Regions from separate parts of the Mus musculus genome. Here all the other regions are linked to region 2. The links are chromatin contacts, called in public HiChIP or PLAC-seq and promoter capture Hi-C maps. All regions are on one chromosome and are shown on one strand. Each heading gives the region's core, a stretch centred on a gene start, on an enhancer-like site or on the middle of the called end of the contact. The rest is flanking DNA. Distances are from core to core; before and after follow the strand shown.

Region 1 (2,700 bases), core at 69-2,568, 830 kb before region 2:
TTCTAGTTTCATTTATGATGCTGTGAGAAACTCTCTCTCTCTCTCTCCCTCTCTCTCTCTCTCTCTCTCTCTCTCTCTCTCTCTCTCTCTCTCTCTCTGTGTGTGTGTGTGTGTTGTATGTTATCCCAAATTTTAACCCATTAGTGTGGATAAGTCAAGACAGGAACTTCAAATAGCTTAGTCACATCACATCCCACCCCAGCTGAGAGAAGAGAGAAATGAATTCCTACATACCTACTTGTTTACCTGGCCTGAACTCAGTTTCTCCATTCCTATACAGTTCAGACCTCCTGCCTTGGGAATGGTGCTGCCCAGGTGGGCTGGGTCTTTTCACATCAATTAACTAACAATCACCCATAGACATATCTGTCTACAGGCTAACCCTGTGCAGACAGTCTTTCAATGAGACTCTCATTCCAAGTGATTCTCGGTTGTATCAAATTGGCAATTAAAGCATCATACCATCATACCTATCCTCACAGGGTTAAGGTCAGGAGTGGACTCTGTCTGCTGGATCCTCATTGCCTCTTCTCTGCGGGCATACTTAAGGTTATGTGTCCTTAAAGATTTTATTTTTATTATTATTTTAAATTGTGTGCCTCTCTCTCTCTCTCTCTCTCTCTCTCTCTCTCTCTCTCTCTCTCTCTCTGTGTGTGTGTGTGTGTGTGTCTGTGTCTGTGCATGAGTAATTGCACACGTACTTGGTGTCTGGAGAACATGAAGAGCACGTCAGAGCCCCTAGGCTGGAGCTGCAGACAATTGTGACACAGACACTGGGAACTAAATTCCATTCCTTGACAAGAGTAGTGTGCACTTTAAACTACTGAATTGTCTCTCCAGCCCTGGGTTATATGCTCCTAATCTGATTGTGGTTCAAGAAATTATTCTATTTATCCAACAGCACTTACTGATCATTTATAATAAGTTGGACCCTGGCGAGAGGATAGTGAACGTGCTTATAGGCACAGTCTGACAGCTCTGAGCACACAGGCTGTGAGGGTTGCTCTCAGTTCAGAAGAGAGACAGCATCAATAAGTAATTACCCAAAGGTATGAGGACCCAGCAGGGGCAGCCTGTTCTGCCTGAGGAGTTTAGAGAACGAACACTCACTGAGAAAATGGTAATTATGCTAGGGATTAAGGAACCATAGACATTCAGTGGAAAGGGGGAGGGGAAAGATCACCCCTGGAAAGATGCTGCGCTGTGCAAAGGCTCACTGAAAGCTGACCAAGTGTGGAGGATTCAAAGAATAGCAGCTCTCAGTAGCTGCAGATTAGGGGATTTGAGAAGGAGCTGGGTGGAGTAGGATCACAGAAGAGAAGGGCCTGGGAAAGCAAGCTGAGGTCACATCCTGAGACCTTTTCCTGCCATGCTATTGGGAACAAGTTCCTGAAGAGAAGCTGCTCTCCGGTGTGAACAAGACACTCCTGGAGGGAGTTTGTCTGCGGGGGGCCTGAGGGACCCATAGGAATTTTAGTCCTGCGGAGAGACTGGGATTTTGTAGATGCAGACATTAATTACTAATCTTGGGCTAGTTTTGACCTTCTGGAACAGTCATTCCTTGCTCCACTCTATCTGAACTAGCACCGTATGATAATAAATAAAAATCATTTTAGTAAGCCATTAACTTGGAGCACAAACTCTTACCAAGAGCTAAGAAGGGCATCAGGTAAGATTTTAGGCCCTATAAAGGAAGCTTCCCCCATCTCCATGTGCCTGCCTCTCTGATATACCCACCGATATATTTTAAACTTACCTCGATTTATGACTTTCTTTGTTCTGTAAAACTATGAAAACTTCATGAAACTGATTCCATGTTGGAACATGGAATTTAAGTAACCTAAATCTATATTTTCAGTCATTCAAAATGGCTCCAGAATAAATTATCTCTTATTCCCTTTAAAATGAGAGCTATGGTTTTTATGTCACTATGGAATTTGGGTTTTAGCACTGCAGAACCAGTTGTTGTTGGTTTCTTTTCTTTTTTTTTTTTTTTTAAGCTAGAGATAACATTGTTGGACTTCCGTCTTAGCAAGGCCATTTTGGTGACGTCATGGAGGGATGGCGTGTTGGAAGAGAATGTGGCTTGGAGGCAGTTCATGTGTGATACTGGACTGAGGTCACTGGGTGGAAGGAGACTGGCTAATTAAAGTAGAGGGAGGAGTCTCTGGGAAGCAGAGGTTGTGGGGAAAGGAGAGCTAGGAGATTGTCGCTTAAAATAAATTGTAGTTTAAGTTTCTGTGGGATAGCCTTCTCACCAAAACAGACCCAGATGATGATGATGACAACGACGATGAGGAAGACTCTCTCTCTCTCTCTCTCTCTCTCTCTCTCTCTCTCTCTCTCTCTCTCTCTCTGTGTGTGTGTGTGTGTGTGTGTGTGTGTGTGTGTGTGTACTCAGATCTGACACTGTTAAGGTAGCTAAGAACTCAAGATTAGATAGGCCATGGTCCTAGGAGAAAAGCAAATACTATTGTTCTGCTGAAGGTGTATCGGTTCATGATTCACCAAAGAATGATACCCTGGACTCAAATAGTATGTAAATGGAAAGAGTGCTTTATTCTTTATGCTGGGGCCTCTTCCATGACCAAGATAGAGAGACAACCAAGTACCCAAGATACAATTCACAGACCACATGAAACTCAAGAAGAAGGAAGACCAGGGGGCTGGAGAGATGGCTAAGAGGTTAAGAATACTGAC
Region 2 (2,899 bases), core at 150-2,649:
CATTTTAATACACTTAAAGGAATTAAAAACGAATTTACATCTAAATGTTATGCAGTCTATAAATTCCAAAGTGTCTCAGTCAAAATGTCTTTTTTGTAACCCTACAGCAAGAAACAAACAAGCTGGAAGTGTTCCAGCAGATGTTACCTAAAACCCTAATCCTATATTCTATACATATTTATGCCTCTTTTTTCCAGTCAAATACTCTCAGACAAATTAATTTGTGTAATCTTTTATACTGCCTACATAACCATTACGTTCAAACAAGCCTAAATCAGATGCGCGGAAAGAAATTATTCTGTGTCAATACTTTCTAAAATCAGCTTAAATTTCAGCCAATTAAAAATAATTGTGTTAACAGAATACTGATCTGCAACTATTTAAATATCACAGCATCCTTCTAGTCTGTCTAGCCTGACTAAGGTCAGGCTTTTCTTATCCAAGCATCTGTGCCATGCCTAACTCAAGTGAAGCGAAAAATCAAAACCCCCAAGAAAGATCTGCTTTTACACTGAAATATGCCCAGGTTATTTTTTACCCCAACGTGGGCACAAAAGAAAAAGAAAGAAAGAAAAGAAAAGAAGAGAAGAGAACAGAAAAACGTGTCAGTGCGAGGACCTGTTCGTTCTGGCAGATGGTTCCAAACCCCAGGATTCAATTTCTATGAAGGTCCAAAGGGTAGGAAGATCTGAGAAGAGGTCAATTTCTGCTTCTCTGCCAGCACGCCAGCCGTGAACTTCACAGTAACGCCTGAAACTTGTCCTGTGGAAGGTGGCAGAAACCTGCGGGGCTGCAGGCGGGGCGCTCGCCCACCCTCCCGGGCAGCCAAGGTCAGAAGGACCAGGGCTGAGAGTCGTAGCTGCCGGCGGGTCCCGGGCTCTCTGGGAACTTGGGCGGGGGTTTCGGGGGGCCCTCCTCGGCGCTAGCGGAAAAGGGCTTTCCTTGCTGCAAGCCCGGAGAGCCCTGGCCACGGGGGCAGCGGGGTGGGGACACCGCAGACCTGCAGCAAAGGGGAGCCCCGCGGGGTCCGACCTCGACCTACCATACGTCTAGCACAGCCCCCTCTGTCTCTTGGCACCAAAAATTCCAGCCCCAGCCCTTCCGGGAAGACCCTAGAGACTCGTGGTGGATCGCCGAGGGAGACTCCAGCTTGGGACTCCCTCACCGTGTCTCCCGGTTGTGCAGGGACCTGCGCTGCTACCCCTTCTGTTACCCTCCTAAGTGGACCGACTGGGTTCCCTCTCTAAAGACAAGCTAGTGGACACACGGCCAACATGAGACGGCCTGACGGGCGGACGCAACTACTCACCCTGCCGAGTCCCCCACCTCTATCGGGGAAGCCTTCACTCTCGCGGCCGCCGTCACCGCTTTACCTTCCCTAGCGGCAGCGACAAGTAATCGAAACCTCCGGCCCCGCCCTCTCGCCGGAGCGAACGCGCAGCCTAATTTGATGATCGCACCGCCCCCGTCTGCCCATTTGGCCCAATCGGCAAACTCCTCTCATTCCGCTAGGTCCCGCCTTAGCCCCGCCTACCAATAGGCGCCAATGAAGAGAAAGCGCTCGTGCTCGAGTTCGGGCTCGCGCGCCCCGCCCACGCCGCTCGTTCTCGAGTCCCCCAAAATCCTAGAACCAGGATTTCTTGTTCTAGCCCTCTACTACACGAACGCGCTTATGCGCGCTCGCGATGCTCCTCCTGGGGCACCAGGTTTGGTTGCCCTGCCAGGCCCTAGCAACCTGGGCTGCTAGGCTGGGAGGGGCGGGGCTCAGGCTGCGAGCTTACGTGGGGAGGGGGAAATGAGGGAGGAATAGGATAAGGGGAGGGAGAGATCGTGACTGAGAGAGGGGTGGATGCGGGGGTTGAGGGGGGTGAGGAGGCCCGGGAATCCACCTGTCACTGCGGTAGAAAAAAAAGGGGAAATCCTGCCTGCAGCGCAGCTATCCTAGCCTCCCTCTCTGGGGACCAGTGAGCGGAGTGGGTGGAGGGCGGGGACCACATTTCGGGCGGGAGCCCGGGCACTACTTGAAAATAAAGGACGAAGGATGGCTCATCTCGGTCGTAGGTTTTTTTTTTTTTTAATATTGAAGTCCATTGCTGCTCCTAACTGTTGCAGCTGTGCGTGCACGCGCGCGCAAACACATTCATATTCACGTTCATCTCGCAGCCTGCGATTCCCTGGGGTGACTTAAGAGCAAAGAACTGGCAGCCCGAGGATTCCTTACACAGCAGCTGGACGCGTGCAAACCGTGGCGGCCGGGGCTGCAGCAGCAAACCACAACTCTACTCCAGTCCGACGCTGCTCTGCTTTACACGATTCCCCAGCTGGTTAAAAAAAAAAAAAAAACCAACAATGAAGTCATCGCCGCACCAGTAGAAATAAAAAGATCTTAAGTCCCACCGCGAATCGAGTTTCCAATGAGGATGACTAGTGGTTAAGATAGAGATAGTTCCAGTGCACTTTTTTTAACTAAGAAAAAAATCTTTTATGAAAGACCTTGCAGACAAATCTATGAAAAGCTGCATGATTTCCACCTTAAAAAAGAAAGCAGAGAGAAAGAAAAGGTTTTTTTTTTTTTTCCGGGTTTGGGGGCAGAAAATAGGCAGTGCATGACATCGAAGATGCCACCAAGTCAGAAATTAATTTTTTTGTAATAGAAAATAGATATCTTGGATAAAATCCATTTAATCTACTCCTGTCTTCAATCTGGTAGCTATACAATTGGTTTGTCTACTTGAAACCAAGCTAACAAGATTATTCTTTTTCATAACGTGGTGAATATTTCATAGTCAATTGAAGGCACCCACTTTCTCAGGAAGCATATTAGAAAATTTTCCAGGTAGGAGCAGGGAATTAACAGTGAGGGAAAATGGAGTCAGGCTTTGCAGAGGCTCCTGCCTCC
Region 3 (2,840 bases), core at 135-2,634, 600 kb before region 2:
GGGGGAATTGCTTGTCATACAATAGTGGTACTCACTTTAGTACATCCTGACAGAGCTCTAAAGCGCTAAAAGCAATTTACATCCAACTAGCTTTGTATAAGAATTCTTGTGGCTCTATATGCTATGGAGTCTGTTTTATAATAAGACAAACACAACCATTTTAACCCTTTGGAATGACATGCAGTCTGTTTCTTAAATATACTCCCCACTTCCAGCCACAACTTCTGGCTTGTTATGTAACCTGGATGTGCTTCCTCTTCTCCACCAACTCTCCCTTAATCCATCCAGGCAAAAGTCTGTCTGAAAACACTGCCCATTCATTTCTCCAGCTAGACTGTTGTGAGTGTTAATAACTTGGTGTTTGTAAAACAAATACAACCCATCCTGCCAGGCAGAATGTATACCCTGAGCTTTGTTCAATGGGGCTGATGTAGCAGACTCAGTCACCCTACTCTTCAGATTTGCCCTTTATAAATAGCAGATCCCCAGGATTGTGAATTCAAATCAAAATCCAATTTTGGTCATAAAGAAAAAAAATGCTCTATTTCCCTGCACGTTATAAGAAATCAGAATTGTGCTTTCATATTGTAAAGCACTTTGCAACTATAGGCATTTCTTGACTGGAAAGAACCAGGAAGGAAATTCGGACAGCTTATATTTTCTCCTGGTCTCTACCTGAGAGTCAATACTGTGGAAACCTTATTCCAGAATTCTGTCTGTTAAATGGGCCTTTGAAAAGTTGTTTAAGTGATCTGAGTTTTACAGACCTAGCTTATAGTCTATGAAAGTGGAGATGCTGACCATGGGAATAGGAAGCCAAAGCAAGGTCTTATAGTGCCACACCGCCCCCAGTGTTCCCCCACCCCCACCCCCAAGCAGGCAGAGGAACGATGAGGACCCCTAGTTTTTTACTACCTAGTGAATTATATAGTTTCTTTCAGAAACCACTCAGCATGGTTCTTTACCAGGTATTTTACTCTGGTCCTCTGGGGGGAGGTCTGGTTTCTGCTTTCAGAAATATTCTGGCAAAGGGCGAGGGTTTTCACCTATCAGGAGCATGCGATGCTCAAAGTAGCCTGGGCCAGGCCTTTGGGGGATCAAGGCGACCCCTAAAGGTGAGCCACTGGGTGGAGGCTGGGTGGGGAATCGCGCCCTGCTAGCCGCCCAGCATCCTAGGGGTTCCCCACTGTCTAGGCTGAAGCTCTCCACGAGGCTGCTTCCCGGTGTCAGCGCCCCGCCCGCTCCCCACCTCCACGCCCAGCCCCGCCACACTGAGCGCTCGCCCCGCCACGCCGGGCAGCTGCAGAGCAGGCGGGCAAGTGGTCCGGGAGCGGCGGGGGCGGCGCCCAGCCCGCGGGAGGGAGGAGGAGGGACGCGGCCCGACAGAAAGGGGAAAAGGAGGGCCCGAGGACGCCAGCAGCCAACCGGTCACCGGGACCCGCAGGTGAGTGTGGCGCCGAGAAAGGGTATCTGAAACCCTAGGGGTCTTAAGACCTAAGCCGCTGAGCCAAGGACAGGCGACGGGCCCGGCGGGCTCGATGGCTGGGAGGGTGACTGGTGTGGCTCCCTGGGTTGGCGGTTCTGAGCTGGAGCTCTTGGGCCGTCTGGAAAGGCAGAGGCAAAGCTTGGAGCCCGGCGGATCCCGGGCTCCGTAAGTGGGAAAGTGCGTGCGGTGGGAAAGTAACCAAGTTATCCGTGAAAGGCAACCTGTAAATGGCAAAGTTCTAAATGATCTCAGACCCTCCTCCCCGTTCTGGGCAAAGGAACCAAGAGCTTTACTCTGGAGGGCGGTTTGCTAATGCGCGACTCCCTAGGACTCGGTTTACCTCCTGTGGCCAGTAAAATTGAAAGGTGTAGATGTGCCTTTGACCCACATGGGTCGAATGGGCACAGCACCCACATGCAGGGCCCAGAACAGGTGGCCCCCAGCGCAAGGAGGCATCCCAGACTGGCATCCCAGAACCAAGGAATGATAATCCTCTGAAAGGGGCAATCGGTCTTGAGATGTACGGTCTCCACCTGAGCTTGGGTTTCAAAATTCCGGAGCCCTGTACAAAGTGAGTGGAAGAAAGAGCTGACTCGCCTCATATGAGACACAGGAAGCATGACACTGAAGTCTCCCATGGTTGCTTCTACAAGAACACTTCTAGTCTGGCCTGGCACAGATGTATGAATCCCTTGGGGAGCTTGTTAAAATGAGGCTCTGATTCAGTAGGTCTGGGGTGGGACCCAAGAGTCTGCATTTCTGTCCAAGCTTTCAGATGGTACTGCTGCCTCATGGACCACACTGCTCCGCTCTACAGAACTGCTTCTTGTCCAACCGGCTGAAAAGCTTAAGAAAAAATGGAAGGTCAGGAGACAAGACGAAACTCTGAAGACTTCCCAACCTCATCTCTAACCCAGACACACAACACTCACGCTGAAACAGATTAACCAGTTGCTACTTGTTTAATAGTGAAATATTTTTGCTTTTCTTATCAACTTTCCAAACACAAAAGGCTCTGATAACAAAGCCAGCTGCCTTCACCGGCTTGCTACCTGCATGCACTTGGTGTAATGCTGTGATAACTCTTCCTATTTTTTTAAAGAAAAGGATCTGGTTTTGTTTTGTTCTGGGCTCCACAAATTATCTAGTCGATCCTGTCTTGTATCAGAACTGTGTCTGATCTGCTTAGGCTTCGGCTTGGTGAGGATGGTGGATAAAGGATTAGGATAGCTTCTACAGTTTTTCTCATAATTCTGAAGTTCTTGGCTATCTTAAGCTTATGGAACCCTAGTCATGCATGGTATGACAGAATTTGTTGCTTTTGCTATTAATATTAATGATTAATGCTGCATTA

The links. Promoter capture Hi-C pulls out the DNA fragments that hold promoters and counts their contacts. HiChIP or PLAC-seq counts read pairs in DNA pulled down with a chosen protein or histone mark.
Region 1: a contact with region 2 is called in an H3K27ac HiChIP or PLAC-seq map of extraembryonic endoderm stem cells, with 8 times the contacts expected there. The contact joins the enhancer-like site here to the promoter of Cdkl5 in region 2. A contact is called at or near these places in 9 of 39 promoter capture datasets (the C10 cell line, the HPC-7 cell line, the SN4741 cell line and 5 more), 1 of 15 datasets of contacts at CTCF or cohesin (large pre-B cells), 10 of 115 datasets of contacts at active chromatin or transcription factors (cardiomyocytes, embryonic stem cells, extraembryonic endoderm stem cells and 5 more) and 1 of 9 other capture datasets (adipose tissue).
Region 3: a contact with region 2 is called in a promoter capture Hi-C map of the HPC-7 cell line, with 4 times the contacts expected there. The contact joins the promoter of Adgrg2 here to the promoter of Cdkl5 in region 2. A contact is called at or near these places in 7 of 39 promoter capture datasets (the 3T3-L1 cell line, the HPC-7 cell line, cranial neural crest and 4 more) and 3 of 115 datasets of contacts at active chromatin or transcription factors (embryonic stem cells, large pre-B cells and stem cell-derived neural progenitor cells).

Annotation. Positions count from the first base shown.
Region 1 is chrX:160,165,708-160,168,407 of GRCm38.p6, forward strand. No RefSeq gene overlaps it. Among named protein-coding and RNA genes, the nearest start is that of Pdha1, 29 kb to the left of the region's middle. Within about 2 kb of position 1,319, at least 8 of the 459 cell types and tissues checked have an H3K27ac peak or open chromatin away from gene starts, as enhancers often do. A contact at or near this core is called in extraembryonic endoderm stem cells, where this site is marked.
Region 2 is chrX:160,993,282-160,996,180 of GRCm38.p6, forward strand. It overlaps Cdkl5 (cyclin-dependent kinase-like 5), which reads right to left and starts at 1,400. Exons shown (of 19, transcript NM_001024624.2): 1 at 1,310-1,400.
Region 3 is chrX:160,389,306-160,392,145 of GRCm38.p6, forward strand. Adgrg2 (adhesion G protein-coupled receptor G2) reads left to right here and starts at 1,385. Exons shown (of 28, transcript NM_178712.4): 1 at 1,385-1,444.